3 separate regions of the Mus musculus genome follow, and all the other regions are linked to region 1. Evidence: chromatin contacts called from public promoter capture Hi-C data. All regions are on one chromosome and are shown on one strand. Each heading gives the region's core, a stretch centred on a gene start, on an enhancer-like site or on the middle of the called end of the contact. The rest is flanking DNA. Distances are from core to core; before and after follow the strand shown.

Region 1 (3,217 bases), core at 449-2,948:
TGATCTGTCTCATGCTCTAGTAGGGGCATAATTGTTGCTAGGTGGAAACAGTTTACATTTGGAATTCTGGGGACTGTGGAGAGGGGATAAATGCCAGAGAGGGACCTTGGCGATTCAAGAAGGCTGCTCCTCCTCCTCTTGTTGTAGTCTGCCAAATGGTTGTGAACAAAGAGACAAGAAGTTGGAGATATCCTGACATGAAGATTGGACTTGCCTCAAGGAACTCCAATGACTCTAATTAGCAGGAAGTAGTCTAAAGAGGTCTACACCCACTTTTTCCTCTAACTTTCCTCTTCTACCTAGTGTTGGGAGGTTGGAAGGAATTAGGGTAGAATAAGGCATGGAAGGGTGGTAGGTATAAGAACCCAATAAAATAGATTTAAAAATAGGGCCCACAGGTCTGCCTGAGGATAATACATACCATTGTGCCCAACTGAATTTTGATCCCAATGAGACACAGTTACCCAGTTCTGTTTATTTTAAGACTATCCTTCAACAGCCTCATCTTTTTTGTTTTGCTTTTTCCAGGAGAAATGAGAGGTTGAGAAGTTTTTGTAATTTCAGTTAACAGTTTGTTTGTGGTACTCAGACCCTCTAGGTACCACTAAGCCCCACTCTAGCTCAAGCCTTAGACAGTCTTGAAAGGAAAGGGTTATGGCTGTGTGAGGCCTACTGCTTCCCTGTGAGGGGTGGAAGTTGTGTGGATGTAAATGTCCTTAAGGCTATCCTAACATTCAAAATGCTGTGCTGTATTCTTTTTCAAAGGCATTTCCAATATTACCCATCCCAATTCAAGCTCTACTGACTAAAGTCTCCCACGGTGCCTGGTTCCATGATCTGAAGTCACAAGTGCCTCCTTACACCCAGTGATAAGAAGAAATTAAGCCAGGAATGGGGGCCCAAAGACTACAACAAGATGGTTCTGGAAGGACCTTGAATACTACCTTTGAGATGGGTTGGGCGATGCCCAGGGCCTGAGTGCAGGCTCCTGAATGTCCCACACAGAAACACTCAGTTCCCTGACTGGTTTTCATTTCCTGTACACAAACACATGATACAAAATGTTTATTTTAAACCTACACAATTTGGACCTTGTAGTGGTTAGGTTTTTTTAAGTTGACAGAAAAGCGACTTGGGAAGCAGGAACTCTCAGTTGAGGAATTGCCTCTATCAGACTGGCTGTAGGCAAGTCGCTGGGGGCACTTTCTTGATTAATGATTGATGTGGGAGGGCCCAGTCCATTGTCTGCAGTGCCAGCCCTGGGCAAAAGGTCCTGGGTTATATAATAAAATAAGCTGAAGCTGGGCAGTGATGGCACATGACTTTAATCCCAGCACTAGGGAAGCAGAGCCAAGTGAACTCTGAGTTTAAGGCCAGTCTGGTCTGTCTATAGAGGGATTCCAGGCCAGCCAGGACTACACAGAGAAATCCTGTCTCTAAAAAAACCAAACCAAACCAAAGCAAAACAAAACAGTAAGTGGAGTAAGCCAGTAACTGGTTTCTACATAGCTTCTGCTTGAGTTCCTGCCCTTGCTTTCTGTTATGATGGAGTCTAACTTCTAATATGTCTTAAACCCTGTTTCCCTAAATTGCTTTTGGTCATAGTTTTATCACAGCAACAAAACTGCGGCAGACTCTGAGCCACAGAACCTCTTAGGCGGATGTCAGAGTAGATGATGTACACACACACAGTCTCTTAGTTTCCCAGCCGGAGGGATTGTAGCTAACGTGACCACATCTGGAATCAACTAAATGCCAACCGTCTGAGCACATCCGGGGGAGACTTTCTTGATGAGATTATTTGAGATAGGAAAATACACTCTAAATCTGAGCTTCTCCTGGTGACACCTCACAGAAAAGGACAGGAAAGATGAGAGCTTTTGCTTTTTGTTTGTTTGTCTTCACACTTGCTGGCAAGTTCATCTGCTCTGTGGCTGAAGCCTTTCTGTCCTTCTCTGCACACCCCCTTCCCCACCCCGCCCTGCCCTCATAGCTCTGCTCCGGTCTGGTCTATCTGCCTGTCTACCTGTCCACTTGTCTGCCACTGCCCTTTCCCCAGGATCTCATTCTCCTCCCTTCCCTCTTTATATCAGACCTGTTGCATGGCATAATTTCTCAGAGGCACACATTAGCATGGACCCACCAGGCATCCCCTTACCGAGTTATATTTCACAGCAGTAAAATCCAGTGATTCCATCCAGAGGATACTGGGAAATCCCCTAGGAGCTGTGGAAACCAGGGGTTTCTGAATCAAACAAGAAAATGCTTCCTTATGTGTGTTCTCAAGGTCTCAGCCACCCCACCCCACCCCACCCAGCAAGAAAGATGAACTGTGACTCCGTTGTAAGGAGGAGCTTCTTGACATCTTGGGGTGAAACTGTGCGTCTGGTGATGTGCTCCTGTAAACAACCATTCCTGTTTCAACCCAGAGTCTGGCACCAGCTTGAGTGACTGTCAACACAGCCAGTACAAACGCAAGGGGACTGGCCGACAACAATAACAACAGAAAAATAGCCACGGGGATCTGCTGCTCTTGGGGTTTTGTTTTGTTTTCGATTAGAAGCAGGGACTGTATCCGCCTTCCAAGCTCAGCTCCTTCATTTCTTTCTGCCATGTCCCTGGAAGGTAAACACGAGTTGGGGGATAAGGCCTAGAGTCAGAACATTTGCCTAGCCATGTGAGAACTTGGGTGTAAATTAATATTTATACCAATAAGGACACGACACCAGAGATGTAAATTGAGGTAAAACCCTGCTAGCTCACCGAGATAACTTTATTTTCTTAACTATATACAAAGTATCTATTTACAAGCCCGATCCTACAACTAAACTACTAGCTCTTTAGAAGTCTCTATGTGTCATTCTACTGAGCTAGTCTGCCTTTCTCTTGAGTGCCTCCAAACCCAAGAGGGCCCCTTGGTTCTCTTTCCTAGAATACTGTGTAACCTGTGCCTTGCAGCTGCAGCTGCTTCTCTGTTTTCCTGCAAGTCCAAAGAGAAAATCCCTATCTGTTGTTAGGAGCTCCTTCTGTGAGACCCCGACTTAGAGCATTTCTCCCTAGAAGGTAAAGCCCCTGGTCATTCCCCAAGCTTGTTTCCCTGATCTCTAAAAATACAGCTAGAAAGAAGCTCTTTGTTCTCTATAGCCAGCAAAAAGCCTTTTGGTTTCTGAGCCTTACAGCCAGAGATGCGATAATTGTAATTTTACCAAGGACATCC
Region 2 (3,217 bases), core at 263-2,762, 2.3 Mb after region 1:
CCTCATGAGGCTGTAATCTCTCACCTGTTACTATAGTAATGGTGTGCATTTGTGTGTATGTGTGTATATTTGCTTATCTAACACAAAATTGAGAGAAGAGGACGAAGCCATAAGTTTCACTGTTCTCACACCTCTTAGGGATTTTTATCGCCTGTTTTTAATCTCTACAAAATAGTACAAGCCTTACTACAGAGAATAATCTGCTGTTTTTCAGGATGTAATTATATTTTGGAGTTAAGACCAAAACCACATTTGTGATATTAGCCTCCACAGTCATGAGTGGGAATGAGTGAAGCTTCTTATGGTTTCAAGTTTGTAGTCCCATGGTTGATCCCTTTTCCAGAAACTTTATTCTTGCTGCAGTTATCATAATGATAACTGACTATGAAATGTTTAAGTCCTTTGGTGGATACCACCTGCTAATTCTTTTGTTTGTGACAGACTATATTATATATGTAATATATGTAATGAGGTCAGCAGCTATCATGGAAATTAAAAAACAGATTTTCTTTCACATTCTGCTTGTTTTTAATAATGAAATTCAAATCATTTTAAAACTGGAAATATGCAGAAAACTGTTGTGATAAGTGTTGGCAAGGGGAAACAGCTGCATAACACAGGTCCTGAAACACGGCATATAACACAGCTGTAAACTTTGTACTCTAAACACGGAGTGAGTTGCTAAGTCAGGTTATATCTCACTGTTCTTCAGCTCCCAGTTGCTAAACTTCTGTTCCTTCTTGACCTAGGTATCTTTTTTCTGTACATGTGATAGTTGGTGTACATTTCTCTATCAAATCTGAAAAATATGTGCTTTCAGCTTTTGATCTACAATAGGGATGGCACAGACTCATCACGTCTCCAGAAAATGGCTAAATCACTAAAACAGGAAAACCGAAGGGGAATTACACACTGGTATCTCAAATATCATTAAAAAATCCAATCGATATTTTCTACAATAATCATTCCCCCGGTATGCACTGCTTTCCCATCTAGTGCCAATTCCTACAGCTTGGTGCAGATAGCCCTGGAAGCTTGTGTTGTTGCTTTCTCGAAAAACTCAAATTTCCCTATGTATTTCCGTGAAAACAAGTTATTTCATAGAGTCCTGAAATGATAAGAATGTGAGGAACCATGTCCTGAAACAAAAGTTTGCTAATGACCGCGAGAGAAGTAGTATTTTTAAGGAAAACCTTAAAGTTGTCCCAATTTTCGTCAAGTTTGAAAGAGAGTTGGGGCAATCAGAGAAGTTTCAGGGTGCCGATTTTGAACATAGGTGCACAAATTAAGGCAAGAATGTAGCCTACAGGCTCTCGGATCAGTTTCCCCCAAGTCCCTAATTATTTCGTGCCCATATTTTTTATATTTTTATACTTTTTTGAGGGGCAACAAACACAGCCACAAGGCAAAGCTGAAGATCCTTTCTCTGGCAACGCGGCGCACGGCGCACGGCGCAGGGAACCAATCACCACGCAGCTTCTCTCTATATAAACCCAGAGCCTGCAGCACTGGGAACAACCTTCTCTGACTGTTTGTGCTTACTTTTTGCTTTACTAGTAAAGCTTAGAACATGTCCGAGACCGCTCCCGCGGCGCCTGCTGCCCCTGCACCTGTGGAGAAGACACCTGTGAAGAAGAAGGCGAAGAAGACCGGCGCCGCTGCTGGGAAGCGCAAGGCGTCCGGACCCCCGGTGTCCGAGCTCATCACCAAGGCTGTGGCCGCCTCCAAGGAGCGCAGCGGCGTGTCCCTGGCTGCGCTCAAGAAGGCGCTGGCGGCCGCGGGGTACGATGTGGAGAAGAACAACAGCCGCATCAAGCTCGGGCTGAAGAGCCTGGTGAGCAAGGGTACCCTGGTGCAGACCAAGGGCACCGGCGCCTCCGGCTCCTTCAAACTCAACAAGAAGGCGGCTTCCGGTGAGGCTAAGCCCAAGGCTAAGAAGGCAGGCGCGGCCAAGGCCAAGAAGCCTGCGGGAGCAGCCAAGAAGCCTAAGAAGGCGACTGGTGCTGCCACACCCAAAAAGACGGCCAAGAAGACTCCGAAGAAGGCGAAGAAGCCTGCGGCGGCTGCCGGCGCCAAGAAAGTTTCCAAGAGTCCCAAGAAGGTGAAGGCTGCTAAGCCCAAGAAGGCAGCAAAGAGTCCAGCCAAGGCCAAGGCTCCCAAGGCTAAGGCTTCCAAGCCTAAAGCTTCTAAGCCGAAGGCCACCAAGGCAAAGAAGGCTGCCCCTCGCAAGAAGTAGAGTGGTGCGTCCTGCTTTGAAAATCTCAAACGGCTCTTTTCAGAGCCACCCACAACCTCATTCAAAAGAGCTGAGCCTTTTTCTGGTTTTCTCATGGTATGTCCGCTGACTCTGGCTATGTGTTCCGAAGCAGATCAATTCTGTGCACTTTGTTATGGGTACATTTAGGAGCATCTATAAACTCTAGTTGAGCGATAGATTGTATCATTTTCAGCTCTAGCTGGACTTCTGGCCGGCAGTTTTTTGCTTCTGTGTGTGCTCCACACACGTGTTCATATTCCAAGAGTTTGGCGGGAAGTCCTTTCTAATGTCGCCTAGGCGTGATAAGGCATTAGGGGGGTTCTCTAGGAAGCTACTCTCACAATAGTGGCTACAGGCTGGAGCCTCTGTTTTAAGTTTTCCAATCCGGCTACACAAGGTGGTTTTGAGAATTAACCAATCAAGCCGTACTTTCAGTCATGGGTGTTGCACCAATCAGAGATTGTGATATTAAGATTTACATTTACGTACTGGGACGCTGGCGTTTTTTCTCTGTCCCCGCCCCTTTGTTCACTTCAGAGCTCTGGAATTCCGTCCTAAGAATTTTTAATTGTGTTTTCCGAGAAATTGAAAGCGCTCCTATTTCCTCCAAACTTAGCCACCTTCGCAGTTTTTAGGCACTGATCACATTGCCACTATAAGTGTGGAAGCTTTTTTAATACCCTGGTGGTTAGGTTTTAGTAAGGAAATTGAACACCACTGACAGTTCTGCACATTCCTTCCTCATACATTGTTTTGAGGTTATCTGTTCTCCCTTATTTGGTCAGTAGACCAATAGTAGGCTGAGGACGTGAAAGAAAAACCATTTTGGAAGGTTTGGTTTGCAGTTTGACTTCACAAATTTGGGCAAACAAAACAAGCACATAAAAACACAAACCAACCTTAACTGTCCTTCAGGAAGCTGATCCAAATTTGGGGATGCCATTTCCATTTAATTATTGA
Region 3 (3,217 bases), core at 369-2,868, 2.2 Mb after region 1:
CGACCTCTGCTCTCAGGCGTTGCCTTCGTACTTGGCGCTCAAAGGCAAGGTGTTCACTGAGGTGGGACCAAGTAAAACGATGCAAATACTGTGAGAAGGAAAAGAAGAAAAGGTCACGGTAGGGAAGGTCGGGAGAAGAAACTGGGAGCTGCTCAGAGCTAGCAGGAAGGATGGGGTGCCTGGACTAGAGCTGGAGGGGGGAATGAAGATGTGGCAGACAAACTGAGAACCTCACCTTGAGGTTCCACAGGTCATAACGGAAGGGGCTGCGCTTGCGGGCGCCCATGGGCGTGTTATGTAGACTGGCTGCCACTCGCTTGGCTACACGCTTGTCTCGGAACTCCACCCAGCCTTCGGTATAGTCCTTGCTGTACTTAGCTCCCTTCTTTCCTCCTGCGGCCGCGGCTGCCTTCTTCTTGCGTTTCACAAAGTGGTCTGTAGGCCAAACACAATGAACATCCCATCAAGCACCCACTGAGACACACCTCAGTTTAGCCGTAAGCCACACCTGCTGGTTTAGGCGCTACTTTACAGGGATTGATGAAACACGGCTGTCTGTAAGGGGCAGCTCCTCCTTTCCTTAATTCATGCCTCCCTTCAAATGACAACTTCTTGAACATTAGAACAGCACCAAGAACAACACCAGTCCCCACCTCCATTTCCAAGTTGTGCATGTCAAGAGGTGGAAGAGAGCCAGGCATGGTAGTGCACGCCTTTAATCCCAGCACTTGGGAGGCAGCAGCAGGCGGATCTCTGAGTTCGAGGCCAGCCTGGTCTACAGAGTGAGTTCCAGGACAGCCAGAGCTACAAAGAAACCCTGTCTCGAAAAACAAACAAACAAACAAACAAACAAAGGTGAAGAGGCTGAAGGAGGCTAATCATACAGTTTCAGGGACTATTTGAAAATTGAGAGGGCTGGAGAGATGGCTCAGTGGTTAAGAGTACTGACTGCTCTTTCAGAGGTCCTGAGTTCAATTCCCAACAACCACATGGTGGCTCACAACCATCTGTAATGGGATCTGATGCCCTCTTCTGGTGTGTCTGAAGACAGCTACAAAAAGTAGTAAGTAAATAAAATTTTAAGAAATAGAAAGAAGAGAAGATCGTGGGTCTCTTTCAGGCCTTATTAAACCACTCTCTCTATCCACTCACCCTCTCCATTTCCCTTCCCCGCCCCTGCCTGCCACCTAAAGGACGTGAGTACTACACACTTAGCAGCTAGGAAGGGGCCACAGCCTTCCAAGAGCCAGCACCCCACGCCTCATTCGTGTACAGCCAAGAAAATGAGTCGCGCCCGGCTGCCCGCATCGTCACCTCTCCTTTCGACGCAGGGCTTACCCTCGGCCTGGAAGAAAACGCGTCCCACCTCGCCGTAGGCGCTGAGCAGGTTGCGTACGTGAAGGGGCCGGAATCGCGGCGGGACGTGGCCCAGGTACACAATCCCCGGAACTACCTTCTTCTTCTTCTTGCTGCTGCTGCTGCAGGCCGTGTCCTCGGGCTCCTCCTGATCCTCCGCCGCCTCTGCATTCGCCTCTTCCTCCATCGCAGCCTTTTGCTGCTCCACCAACTCTCCCGCTTTCACCATGGCAAGATCTGGGGAGCACGACAGCCGTGAATCTGTCGCCATCTGATGACGCACATCCTGCGAGCCAATCTGCGGTCGGGGCCAAGAAATGACGTAAATCCTGGGTGCGGAGGGGCGGGGCAGAGACAGACTGGGCGGGGCGGGAGGGGCGAGGCCAACAGACTGGACTGAGGAGAAGGGTTGGGAGCCGCAGGACCTGGGTCCCGGTAAAATACTTCCGTCGCGCGCAGCCCTCATCTGAGGCAAGCTCTCACGGAATATTTTTATTTTTTTTACAAATGTGCATGAATGATTTTTGCCTCCATGCATCAAGAGCGTACCCTGGTGCCTCTCGTGGGATTTTTACAGAACAGAGTGTTGAAAGAGTGTGTTGTAGAGACCAAAACAGCATTTTCTTCCAGGTCTGTGGTGCGAATGTGGTTGAAAGGTTAACACACATTTTAAAAAGTTTTATGAAGTTCAACTTGTAAACTTCAGTCTGAGCCTTGAAGTTTTAATTATTTGAAGTTTCAACATATTATTTGAATTTTTATTTTATTATTTGAATTATATGAAGTTTTAACATTTTAAAATTAAAGTTTTTGAAGCAGCTTATAAATTTGCACGCATTCTTTTGGGATTTTAATTGGAGTTGCGGTTTTAAAATTTTAAACGCGCCTTTAGTAATTTTACATTTCACCTTGTGAATACTTAAATCTGTAACTGTTTGAGTAAAAAGCTGAGTACTATTGTGTTCGAATCTGTGCAAGTTGATGAGCGAAAGGTCCGGGTTGCAGGTCTCAGCCTCGGACCAGCCGCCAGGGGGCGCGGTCCGCACATCAGCAGGCCGCCTCGCTTTTGGGACCTACACGCCAGGGCCAACGCAGAGGCGGGCCACAGCAGCTGATGACGCTCGAGCGATGATGCCTCTGCTAGAAATGATGTACTAACCTCCCCTCCTGCTTAACGGACGGACGGAGAGCAGGATGATCCTGAGGACTCAAGTTGTCCCTCGTCAAGGCCCTACATAATATTTTATCCTTCATCATCACGATGACATATAGAAGACAGGGCAACTGTGTCCACAGACTCTGGGCGTTATTTGTAAAGCTGAGGTGCTTCTGAGGACCTAATAACTAAACCTGACTTTGGGGACTTGCATTGAAGAGAACTTGCTGTTGGTTACCTCTGCTCCTTTTATGAAAAGTGAATATGGAGAGAAAAGACCCCTACTTTTAACTTTTAACTGACTACTTCACCAACAATGATGACACTTGAGAGCGTCTTATAGTTACTTCAAAACATTGAGAACTGGGGGAGGGGCACATGTAAAGAAGACACAAGAGTGTGGTGGCTAAGTGGCTTTCTGTACTTTGCACGTGCTTGAAATTATTGTTAATGAAATATTTGTACACATTAAATGCCAAATAAATGCCAAGTAAACTGGAAGTCGGGGCAATCCTGTAATCCTCAGCTCTTGGGAGATGGAGAAGAAAGGAAGTTCCAGACCAACCTGGGCTACAAGAGACCCTTTTAAATTTTAATTTATATATTAAAATTATGTATATATATGAGCATAGAGAGGATCGTGAAGAATCATTGAGTCGTCAATGAGTGAACATGCGAAATAGTCGTGCCAGGTATCTTTTCATC

Evidence for each region. Promoter capture Hi-C pulls out the DNA fragments that hold promoters and counts their contacts.
Region 2: a promoter capture Hi-C map of the 3T3-L1 cell line shows a contact between it and region 1, with 6 times the contacts expected there. The contact joins the promoter of H1f3 here to the enhancer-like site in region 1. A contact is called at or near these places in 7 of 39 promoter capture datasets (the 3T3-L1 cell line, cranial neural crest, embryonic stem cells and 4 more), 2 of 115 datasets of contacts at active chromatin or transcription factors (astrocytes and embryonic forebrain) and 1 of 9 other capture datasets (liver).
Region 3: a promoter capture Hi-C map of liver shows a contact between it and region 1, with 11 times the contacts expected there. The contact joins the promoter of Abt1 here to the enhancer-like site in region 1. A contact is called at or near these places in 6 of 39 promoter capture datasets (embryonic stem cells, hippocampal neurons, liver and 1 more), 3 of 484 Hi-C or Micro-C datasets (cerebral cortex, embryonic stem cells and muscle stem cells) and 15 of 115 datasets of contacts at active chromatin or transcription factors (the SCID.adh cell line, craniofacial prominence, embryonic forebrain and 8 more).

The regions. Positions count from the first base shown.
Region 1 is chr13:21,235,628-21,238,844 of GRCm38.p6, forward strand. The region is part of intron 1 of Gm32525 (a long non-coding RNA gene); the gene reads right to left. Among named protein-coding and RNA genes, the nearest start is that of n-TAagc17, 3.2 kb to the left of the region's middle. Within about 2 kb of position 1,699, at least 6 of the 459 cell types and tissues checked have an H3K27ac peak or open chromatin away from gene starts, as enhancers often do. A contact at or near this core is called in liver and second pharyngeal arch cranial neural crest, where this site is marked.
Region 2 is chr13:23,553,520-23,556,736 of GRCm38.p6, forward strand. H1f3 (H1.3 linker histone, cluster member) reads left to right here and starts at 1,513. Exons shown (of 1, transcript NM_145713.4): 1 at 1,513-2,288. The coding sequence starts at 1,571. The coding sequence ends at 2,236.
Region 3 is chr13:23,422,248-23,425,464 of GRCm38.p6, forward strand. Abt1 (activator of basal transcription 1) reads right to left here and starts at 1,619. Exons shown (of 3, transcript NM_013924.3): 1 at 1,339-1,619; 2 at 236-435; 3 at 1-88. The coding sequence starts at 1,585.